2 separate regions of the Hordeum vulgare genome follow, and region 2 is linked to region 1. The links are chromatin contacts, called in public Hi-C maps. All regions are on one chromosome and are shown on one strand. Each heading gives the region's core, a stretch centred on a gene start, on an enhancer-like site or on the middle of the called end of the contact. The rest is flanking DNA. Distances are from core to core; before and after follow the strand shown. Region 1 holds the start of LOC123449104 (myosin-binding protein 2). Region 2 holds the start of LOC123449106 (ubiquitin-like).

The links. Hi-C and Micro-C count contacts between places; a contact is called where the count stands out from the background.
Region 2: a contact with region 1 is called in a Hi-C map of leaf, with 2.1 times the contacts expected there. The contact joins the promoter of LOC123449106 here to the promoter of LOC123449104 in region 1. A contact is called at or near these places in 5 of 6 Hi-C or Micro-C datasets (leaf, seedling and an unstated tissue) and 1 of 1 datasets of contacts at active chromatin or transcription factors (embryo).

Annotation. Positions count from the first base shown.
Region 1 is chr4H:492,295,118-492,301,092 of MorexV3_pseudomolecules_assembly, reverse strand. LOC123449104 (myosin-binding protein 2) reads left to right here and starts at 4,469. Exons shown (of 4, transcript XM_045126191.1): 1 at 4,469-5,774; 2 at 5,865-5,975. The coding sequence starts at 4,763.
Region 2 is chr4H:492,609,571-492,615,162 of MorexV3_pseudomolecules_assembly, reverse strand. LOC123449106 (ubiquitin-like) reads left to right here and starts at 3,225. Exons shown (of 4, transcript XM_045126194.1): 1 at 3,225-3,447; 2 at 3,580-3,775; 3 at 4,644-4,710; 4 at 5,083-5,355. The coding sequence starts at 3,345. The coding sequence ends at 5,112.

The sequences.
Region 1 (5,975 bases), core at 3,220-5,719:
CTAGTGCCAACTGATCTAATAGCCAACTTGGTGGAACAAATTGAAAGAGAAGAAATGGACTGGAATTATGATTCATCTGATGAAGACTACATCTATGATGAAGATTCATATGGTCACATAAAGAAGAGGAAGACTACATTCCCAAGATACACCCCTAAAAGTGAAGTACCACATTTTGCTTTGACAATGGTTTTAGAAGCAAGAACCAGTTGTGCAAAGCTCTGAGAAGATATGGACTAGTCACAAAGAGGAGCATCCTATTTATGAAATCTGAGTGTGACAGAGTAAGAGAAAAATGTGGATGGCCTGGCTGCCCATGGCTTCTATGTGCAGCAAAGAGATCAACAACTTCAAGGTTTCAAGTAAAACATTCAATTATGATCACCAATGTGCACAAAATAGATGCAACAAACTTGTTACTGCAAGGGTGATTGCACGGAGGTGTGAGCACTTCATATTGGCAAATCCTATGTGGAAAATTGATAGCATGAAAGCAACTATTTTGCAAGATATGTTTGTTGATGTCTCCACTTCAAAGTGCAAGCATGCAAAGAAAATTGTAATGGACAAACTACCGTGTGGGATGAGTAATGAATACACCATAGTATTTGATTACCAACTTGAGCTGCTAAGGAGCAACCCTGGAAGCACAATAGTTGTTTGCATGGACCCCACAAATTTGGAGGAAAGTGTTTTCCAAAGCTTCCATGTCTGCTTTAATGCAATGAAACAAGGATTCAAGGCTGGTTGTAGATAGGTAATAGGCCTTGATGGTTGTCTCTTCAAAGGTGCAGTGAAGGGTGAGATGTTGTGTGCCATAGGCAGAGATGCCAACAATCAAATGTATCCTCTTGTATGGGTTGTAGTTGAGCATGAAACAAATATAACCTAGAAGTGGTTTGTTGGGCTGCTCATTAAGGACTTGCACATTAACAATAATGGTGCTGATTGGGTTATAATTTCTGATCAACAAAAGGGCCTAATAAATGCAGTGAAGGATTACCTGCCTGAAGCAGAGCATAGAATGTGTACTAGGCACATTTATGCTAATTGGAGGAAGAAACATAGAGATCATGAGTGGCAGAAGAAAATTTGGGCAATTGCCAAGGCTTCAAATAGGCAAGATTTTAACTACTACAAGGCCAAGCTTGCACAAGTTACACCCGAGGGGGCAAAGGATATCATGAGAACTGAGCCAGGGCACTGGACAAGGGCATTTTTTGAAGTTGGTTCAAACCGTGAGTCAGTTGATAACAACCTTTGTGAGTCATTTAATCATGCAATAGTTGATGCTAGGTTTTATCCTATTATATCACTGAATGAAAGAATTAGGAAGAAATTACTAGTGAGAATTCAAGAACAAAGAGAGAAGGGTGTGAAGATGACAGGAAAAATATGCCCTGTTGTATTCAAGAAGATCAAGAAAAGCATATCAAGGACACAATAGCTGGAGGTGCTTTGAAATGGAGAAGATGGTTTTGTAGTGAAGCAAGTTAATGGGAGAGGAAGTTAATATACAGTGAACCTAGATAAGTGGACATGCTCTTGTGGCTACTTTCAACTGGCAGGGCTTCCATGCCACCATGCAATTAGTGACATCTAGAAGTGAAACAGAAGTGTTGAGGATTACATTCCTCCTTGCTATTTTGTTGAAGTGTTCAACAAAATTTATGAGCGTTGCTTGCAGCCAGTTGAGGGTGAGAAGATGTGGCCAGTGTCCCCCAACCCTAGGCCAATGCTTCCTGAATATGTAAGGTTTCCAGGAAAATAAAAGAAAGGAACGCCTAGCAAAAATGACAGGAGAAGAGAAGAAACTGAGCAACCAAAGGGAAAGAAAATGAGCGAGCATGGCACAATTATCAAATGCTCATTGTGTGGTGATACTGGACACAACAAGTCAAGCTGTAAGCAAAATCCAGAGAGAGGCAAGAAGAAGAATGCACATCTTTCTAAGAAAAAGAATCGAGCTGAGGTATTTTCTTGTTCATCTCCTTACTACATTTAAAGTAGTTTCTTCACGCTGGTCCTAACTTGCAAAAAATGGCAGCAAACCAAAGGAACATTTGCATCAGAACCTCAAGTTCCACCAGCAACTGTTGCACCTGGCTCAACTGCTGCATCTGGTGCATCTGCAAATCCTCCAAGAACCAACAGGTTTAAACCTCCAAGAAAGAGGTCCGCACCTGGCTCATCTGCTGCACCTGGCTCATCTGGTGCATCTGCAAATCCTGGAGCATCTACTACAAGCGGGTCAAGATCTAGAGCTAAAAGGGGCAGAAGAAGGGCTGCTGAGACAATGCCAACCTATCAGTATTTCACCTGCAGTGGAAACTACTAGTCATTGATCAAAGTTGATCATTTCTAGTACTTTTGTTGACGTTGCAATGTTTCAAACATTTCTGATGTAATGTTGATATTGCAACATATCTTTTGTAATGGCCAAAACCTACTAAATGGCAGTGCTGGATGATAACTAAATGTCAGTGTTGGATGGAGTTGATATATCAGTAATTAGTGCAAATTTCCCTGCTATTTCACTCAGTGCAAACATTAACTTGGATACAAATGTCAGTATATACAGCAGTAGCATTTGCAGCGAGGGTTTGGAATAGACTTAACTTGCCAAAAGAGCACTACTACATTGCATTCAACTGTCAGCTTACAATCTTACTGCAGTAGCATTTCCCCTACCACTAAACCTACCACAAAGATAGCAAAAACAAAGACAACATTGTAATATTTCCCCTTGAGTGCATCTATCTCTGCATTCTTCTCTTTCAGCTGATCTTGCAGAGACATAGCCAACACCTTGCTTCCAATTTGAGCTTCAGGCACAACCACAAATGGAGTGACATCTTCAAACCGAGAATCATTCCCTCCACCTCTCAGCCTACGCACTTCATCTCGCAGATCTCTAATCAGATCACTCAATACTTCGACAATGGATCATCATGCCATTCAACAAATCCACAACCACCATGCTGTTCATTTGTAGTAACAGAAACGAATCAGTGGGGAGGAGAACAAATGAACAGAAACAACATCAAAATCAAACTCACCATGGCATCGACGCAGGCGTAGTACCTCCTACCTGGGTTAGGAATGCTCTAGGAAATCCATCTTGGTGCCTTCCGACGAGGATTGCACCAGCAAAGCTTCGCCGGCTCGTAAGCCATCGGGCTCTCCCTGTAGGGCACCGGCGACCTCAACTCCTCCCCTCTCCTTCCTGCGGCTCGACGGAAGCCATGAGCAGCAACAACAGAATGACCTGATGACCACGATATTCCCTAGGACAGATCAGCCGTCGCCGTGCGCAATGTGCTCCGCCGCCGCGCCGCTCATGATCCGTCGCCGCCGCCCCTAACCCTACTTCTCCCAATCCAAAATCCCCAATTTCTTTGTTGTGGTCTCGTCTCTCACCGCACGTGGTGGTTATAACGCATCCTAGCCCACAAGACATAAAGAATCATGACCACGTGAACGTGTTTACCTCTAAAACGCTACCAAGGTTTGATTTAGACCGGGATCTAAGAGTTTAGAGTACAAACGGCAGGGATTTTAAGTTCGGACTTGATTCGCCGAAGCCCTACCAGTTCAAGGTTTAAAATGGACTTTTTTCATTTCTGGCTCCTTTGAAAAAGAAAAGACAACGGCTCGGTGGCGGGTGGGGGCGTATGGCCATGTACCGGGCTGGCGGACGAACCAAAGTTGGGAGCCGGGGCATCAAAGGCAAAGGGAGCTGCATACCCGCCCGCCCGCATGCAGGACGAGCGCGGGGTCAGGTCGGTCGCGGGTGGGCGCTGCCGCGCAATCAACTCCCACCCAATTATCCAACCCTGCTCCCCTGGAGCCGTAGAGCAGCCACCGCCTCCAGACCTCGTTTTCTCGCCGATACATGGATAGTGACATGCTGGATCATGTCAAACGCATCACTACTCCCCTGCCCAGCCAACTCAAAACTTGAAAGCCCGTGGCTGCGCTGAGAAGGACGTACGTGTTGTGTCCACGGGGCCCGGCTACGGCCTCCACACGATACAGGGGATGCGGAATTCCTACACGATACAGCATGCATGGCACGTCTTGTTGTCCATCCATACGTGCGTCCGTTTCTACTGCTGCTGCTGCCGAAATGTCTCATATATACTTCTACTACTATTTTGTAATGGTGGGGCTTGAAAGTTGAAACTGAAACTGACGACAGACTAAAATCTGTCTTGCCATATGTTTGACCGCCAACCGAGAGCGAGACCGATCCGCCGGATTGCGCGCCTCGCGGTGTCGTGCTCGGCACTCACTACGCAACGCAAGTCTCGTCCGGTGGGTGCAGCATCTCGTCCATCTTCCCAGTAAGTAACGCAGGCACGTACACACTGGGTGGCTGGCCGGCCACAGCCACGAGCCGGAAGAATTCCAACCTCGTCCGTCCTCCCCTACATTCAAACGCGGATAGACAAACAAAAAAAATCAACCCAAAGCGTGCTCCTGCTCGCTCCCTCGCTCTCATGGGGTCCAATCCAATGGCCGCCCCGGCCTTTCTTCCCCCGCACAAAAGGTGAGAGCAGAGGAAGCTTCAACACACGACTCGTCCAGCCACCCGCAACCAGATTCTTTCTTTCTTCCCTCGGTCTCGCTTGGCAGGCAGCCCGATTCCGACTCCATTTCCCACGCACGCACGCACGCACGCACGCCGCCAAGATCGCGGTTTTCATGCCGCGGCGGCAGTAGGGATCAGGCCGGGCGGGAGCGCGCGCGCGAAGGGGCCATGGCGGCGGCGTCGCCGACGTCCAGGTACGCGGCGGCGCTCCACAGGCGGACGCACAGGGTCACGTCCGCGCTGGCCTACGCGGCGCTGGAGTGGGTCCTCATCGCGCTGCTGCTCCTCAACGGGCTCCTCTCCCACGCCGTCGCCCGCTTCGCCGCCTACTTCGGCCTCAGGCCGCCCTGCCTCCTCTGCTCCCGCGCCGACCGCCTCTTCGGCGCGGAGGAGGAGGACGGCGCCGACCAGGCGGCGGGCGACGCGCGCTGGCTGCGCGGCCTCCTCTGCGGCGCCCACGCGGCGGAGATCTCCGGGATGGGCTACTGCCTCCACCACCGCCGCCTCGTCGCCGACGCCGCCGACATGTGCGAGGGCTGCCTCTCTTCTTGGAAGAAAGAGATGATGAACGACGCAGAGGAGGCAGGCGCCGCGGTGTGTTCTTGCTGCAAAGCTCTCGTACAGATCACTTCCTCACGCGAGCTGGAGGGTCCTGCTGCACAACACGAGAAGGCAGCCGTAGAAGGAGAAGAACAAGGTCAGGGCTACGTTCTGCTGGATCAAGAAGACCACGAAGAGGAAGAAGAGGAGCAAACAGAGGTGGAACAACCAGAGCAGCAAAACGAAGAGGAAGCCCAAGAGCAGACAGGGGAGATTAAGGCGGCTGCCGTGGAGGACGAGTCCATGGAGTTCATGGCTCAGGGCGAAGAGATCACGCCCGACGACGACGATCGGTTGGTGCCGGTTGTGGCACTTGATGAGATGACAATTGCCGACGATTCGAGTTTGCATCCGGATGCCCCTGGCTCCGAGGAGGGTGACATGAATCGTACTGCAGACGATGAGCGTGATCTTGATGCCGCAGTGGTTCTGGAGGAGAAGAGGATGCTGGCTTCTTCGGTTGCAACGGCCCCTGCCATGCCTGAGAATTCCATTCCACAAGATGATGAACTGGTTCTTGAAGATACTGCCGAAACTGGAGATTTCAGGACCGATGAAGGAGATATTGTTGTGCCTCAAGGTAATTTGCTTCTCGGCCCGTTCAATTTTACTCTAGTCGATTACTGTCCCATCATCTCATCTCATGATTTTTGTTTGGTTCTACTTCTAGCTACCGAAGCAATTCCTGAAGATGGCAGCAAATCAGCAGAGGTGGAGACTAACTGCGAGGTGTCAATCGGGAGCGATATCTGCGAGCAGGAGCAAGACGGCCATGGTGCTC
Region 2 (5,592 bases), core at 1,976-4,475, 320 kb before region 1:
TTTCACCCGCACTTGCAACACCTAGCAGTAGTACCGCTCCGCGACACCACCGCCCGAGGAAATACCATGCTAGAGAAAATAGCAGTTGCATGTTGCGTTGGAATCTACCGTGCTAGCGGAAATACCACTCGCCCGAGCGGTACTACCACCTATGCATAGGCTGAAGGAGCATAATGGTTGGATCCACCCTCTTCTATATAAGTTAGTCTTCTTCCCCAAGTTGACTTACCTCTTTTCACCCAAGCTCCCTTGTTGCTCCTAAGCTCATTTTTTGCTCGATCTCTCTCCCTAGCCATCGATATTTGTTGATGCTCTACTGCCTGGAGGAGAAAGCCTTGATCTACACTTCTATCAAGAGAAATTTGATTCCCCCACTATTACCTTGCGGATCTTGTTACTATTGGGTATTTGAGCACCCTAGAGGGAAGAGGTCACCTCGAAGCCACAATCTATTATGATGAAGCTTCGTGGAGGTGTTGGAAGCCTCCAACTAACTTGTAAAGATTGCCCCAACCTTGTTTGTCAAGGTTCGGTCGTCCCCTTCAAGGGTACCACTTGTGGAATCATGACATCGCACATTGTGTGAGGGTGTGAGGAGAATACGGCGGCCCTAGTGGCTTATTGGGGAGCAATGTGCCTCCATCCCGCTCCAACGGAGACATACTTCCTCTCAAAGGAAGGAACTTCGGTAACACACCATCATCTTCATCGGTTCCACTTGTGGTTACTTCTCACATTTACTTTGTGCAAGTATTTATTGTGGTGTATCCTTTGCTTGCTTGCTAGTGTTGTTGTTAGCATCGTATAGTTTGTTCATGTAGTTACATATCTAGACAACTTTTTTGTTCATAACTCTAATCTTTACCTAATAATAAAGCAGATATTGCTTCTGGTCGTCCGTCATCAAAATTGTCCTCAAAATTGTGTAATATTACCCACCAATGCCACATATAAGTCATATAAAAACGTTTCACACACACAATCACGGCCTAGGCCGGCCCATGTAGGAACCTCCTATACTGCACCCTGTGCTAGGAGACGACATACATCACCAATTTGGGCTGACCCATGTATGGAAGACCTGCTTTTTAAATTTCGTTTTTCTTTCTCGGCATTCTTTTAGCTATTTAAATAACTTCAAGATTTAAAAAATGATGAAAACAAAAAAAAAGAATTTTGAAATAAAATGTTTAATAACTCATAAATATTTATGGATTCAGAAAATTCTTGCAATTTCTAAAAAATGTTCGTACATGCAGAAAATGTTTCGAAATTTAAAAAAAAATGTTTGCAAAATCAAAAAATGTTCTTAATTTTTAAGTTAGTGTGTTGAAAAATATTAATAAAATTGATTTAAATTTTCCAATTCAAAAAATGCTCATGAATTGAAAAAAAAGAAAATATTCATAAATTTTAAAATGGTTTTCTGATTCATAAAATATTCTTTTATTCAGAAAAGATCATGCATTTCAAAAATGTTCACCAATTTTGAAAGTTATTCCACCAATTTCCAGAAGATTGTTCGTCAATTCTAGAATTTTTCGCCGGTTCAAGAAAAATGTTTGCAAATAATATAAAATGTTCATGAATTCGAAATGTTAATGATTTTAGAAAAATGTTCGTGATTTTGAAAAATGTTCACAATTTTAAATATGTTCACGAGTTTAGAAAATGTTCATTATTTTCAGAAATTTTTCACGATTTCACGAAAATGGGAATGATAGTGAATATCCATGTTTATAGTAAAATGTGCTTATTGCCATTGGAGATTATGCATTTTTTTCTCCCGCTGCAACGCACGGACCATTTTGCTAGTTTAATTAAAAGCGCATTGACCAAGAGTGCATTTCGTCGTCCTCTTATTACTCCTCCGAGCCAGCTCTTCGCCGTCGTCTTATTCCTCTTCCGAGCTCATGTCCAAGAGATCAACGGCTCACCGGTTGTGATGTGTGCCCAGCGACGCTCATGGTATTCTCACTCCTCGGCGACGAGCTTCGTGCGTTGCATGAGCATCAACATCTTGTAGGTGTTGGCCTTATCGCACCATGGCGACGACGGAGTCCGAGAAAGACGTCCTAGATGGTGAATGAAACTAGTTGAGGTGGCTCAAGGAGGCGGAGCGGGAGCTTGGGGTGCGATTGGGATTATGGGTGGCGGCGAACTCGAACTCAATGGGGGCGGCGACGGCAACACGAATTATTATCGATGGACACATGAATCGGTGAAGATAGTGGGCAATATGGGTTGAGAAGGTATGTGCGAAAGCTTGGAGGCACATCGTCGACATTCTAGCCGGTAGTGGTCAGATCAAACGACACGCTAGCCATTCAACCAATACCGTGATAGGCGAGCAATTGCTCAGTTGTCCTAAGACTTGCTCTAGTTGGGGAAAAAGTGAGGCAACGAGGCCATGCTACGAGGAAGATATCATTAGAAAAAAATATGATATAGAGGATCTACTAGTGACGGATGTAGAAGGTGTTCGGGATGGACCATGGTTCACCTTAAAATTTGAAAAGTGATTTTATACAATTAGAGGAAGGTTAAAAAAAACAAAAGAAAAAAATTGTATACAGCAGCACTTGGCCCACCCTAACCTACTCGGCTAGGTACGCCACTGTCTACTACTCCGTAGTAGAAGAAATATGATCCCTCAAAACGAAAAATTATCCTCAAAGTGGGATGTGCAACAAATGCCCTGCAAACCACGGAAATAGTGATGTCTGATTTGATTATAAGCGGGATTGCATGAATACAACCGGAACCACATAAGCACACGCGGAGGCATCTGTCCTTCGTATAGTCGTATCTCTAGAAGCCTCTAGAGCTATCTGGCATCGAGCACCATCGATCTACGAGCAGCCCCACCCAAGCCGTCCGATCGGTTTGTCTCTAGACTAGAAGCCTCCCCTCTCCTCCGCAACCCTGGTCAAAGCGACGTGACGTACTGCCAGTTGGGCGCAGAACAGCTGTATGGGCTGGGCCTTCCATATGGGCCGAGGCGGACAGACGTCGCCGTTAGTGACGGCAAGCGATTACCGTCTCGGTAAACGGGGCGGTTAGCACTAGTAAAGGTCTCACACGCAGCATGAAATTTGCGATTGGCGCGCCACCATTAGAGCGAGCGCCGGACTGCAACTCCGGCACCGGCAGGTAGGGTTTCGCCAGCTCACGCAGCGGGTGGGCGTGGCCGCCGGCTATATAAGGACGACCCTACCCTCCCCTCCCCAGTCCCCACAGCCGCCTCCAGAGTTCAAACCACCCATCACCGTCTCCCTCCCCCCTTCAGTTCGGAGAGCTCGAGAAGGAGGAAGGCGAAGCGGCGGGAGCGGAGGGCCGACGAGATGCAGATCTTCGTGAAGACGCTGACGGGGAAGACCATCACCCTCGAGGTCGTGAGCAGCGACACCATCGACAACGTCAAGGCCAAGATCCAGGACAAGGAAGGTACGGACCATTCTTCCTACCCCGTCGCCCTCCATTTCCATGAGCATCGAGGTTGAATCCACCGTCTTTTTTTGGATATCGGCCTTCGTTGATCTACTTTTGTGGTGTGTATGTGTTGTGGATCGGTCGCAGGCATCCACCCGGACCAGCAGCGCCTCATCTTCGCCGGGAAGCAGCTGGACGATGACCGCACCCTCGCCGACTACAACATCCAGAAGGAGTCCACGATCCATCTCGTGCTCCGCCTCCGCGGGGGCGCCTGCCTGATCGAGCCCAACCTCAAGGCCCTCGCCCAGAAGTACAACCAGGGCAAGCTCATCTGCCGCAAGTAATGCATAAACCCCTGCACCTTCTTTCTCAAACAAATTAGCTAGCTTTTGTTGGTATACCTGCATGTGCGACAGTCTCTCATTCGATAAAAGTTGTTGCTTTGTGTGTTTAGTCGTGCAAGGGTATGATTTGCATGTATGCTGGATGTCCAATCGTCTCCCATTCGATAAAAATTGCTGCTTTGCGTGGTGTAGTCACTAGGCATAGAAGGGCATGATTTGCATATCTGTAATTAATTTTTTGGGCCTCGTGCTGTATGCAGTATATCTGAATTGGTTATTTTAATTGTCAGTAGCCAAGGAATGTTATTGATAGAACCATTGGGATGCAATACTTATTTATGTGAGTACTATGATACCATTATGTTTTCAGTCCCTTCAGTCCAGATGCTGAAATGTGAGAGTTGATACAAAAAAGATGCATCTTTAGTGTCATCTGCCATGTTTGTTGGTTCATCAGTCCCCACTGGTGGCATCTGATTTCTGCATGCTAATTGTCCATGTACATGCATGTTGGTTCATCAGTTCCCACTGCTTGTTGTATGTTCCATCTTCTCAATCTGGTTGAGTGGTTTGATGGTTGATTGGCTTGCGATAGTTAATTAGGCCAGTCACAATACATGAAAATCCCCACACTTACGGTATAAACTGCTGATTTAGATCACTGTTTCCTGCAATAAGTGTGCTCATTCTTTGTGAACGATGTGTAATGTAGTAACTGTTTACTGTATTACTTCTATCTGGTACCTGAAGTGCCTAGTTGATCATGCATGATCTGCATCGTACCTTTGCTTACAAGATAAGTTGTTCACAGGAAATATCTGTGCTTGTGCTGTAGTTAACCTTTTTCACCATTTTGTTTTGTAGGTGCTACTCACGCCTGCCTCCTAAGGCCAAGAGTTGCCGCAAGAAGAAGTGTGGCCACAGCAACCAGGTGTGACTTTCTCCTATGATCGAATAATCAAATTGTTTTACCCCATATCTAGGTAGCATCATGCCATCATACATGTGTTCATCCATAGTGATGATAACCCAACATGATTTATGTTCTCCAAGATAGCACAACATGAGCTAGCATTAGATACTAACCTATCATCTTAATGGGCTTCTCAAACCTACTATGCGTAATGGTTTTATGCTATGCCTGATTTAGACTGTCAGTGTGTGTTGTACTCCCGTGCGCGATATTGCTTCTTATACTGACGGCTGAAAGAAATAAGTACATGTAGGTTAAGTTTTGTTCCCACATTGGTCTTTTGCCATGCCTTTGATCTAATGCACTGCTTCTCCAACCAATTCTTTTCAGCTGCGGTCAAAGAAGAAGTGCAGGTACTGATGAAGTGCCATGAATGATCAGTTCAACCGGTTGACTACCTGTTTAAGCTTGCCAGAAGTGTCAGAGTTTTAATAAGCATCTTAATGTAATGTTCCTGCTGGATGCTGAGCGCTGTCTCTTTCGAAAACTTGTTTTATGGTTCCGGTGCATGCTCGAGACATGATTGTAACATGACAGCTTAGCTGTTTTGGCTGGAGGGAGCACTTGTCTAATTTATCAATGTGCTGTTCTTGTTGTTTTCAATCTTGCATCTTCTGCTGGTCTGGTTATTTTGCGCCTTTTGCGCTGCTTGGTATGCCGGACCATTGATAGGGCAATGATATCGTTTTTACGAAGTAGGAATGTTGGATGTATACACCTTCTAGCCTGGTTAGTTACTCACTAGTACAAATGCCCGTGCGTTGCACCGGGCAAAAAATATGATCATGTGTCTCCAGCATACATGGATATATTTAGTGAGCGCAATAGACTGAGTCAATA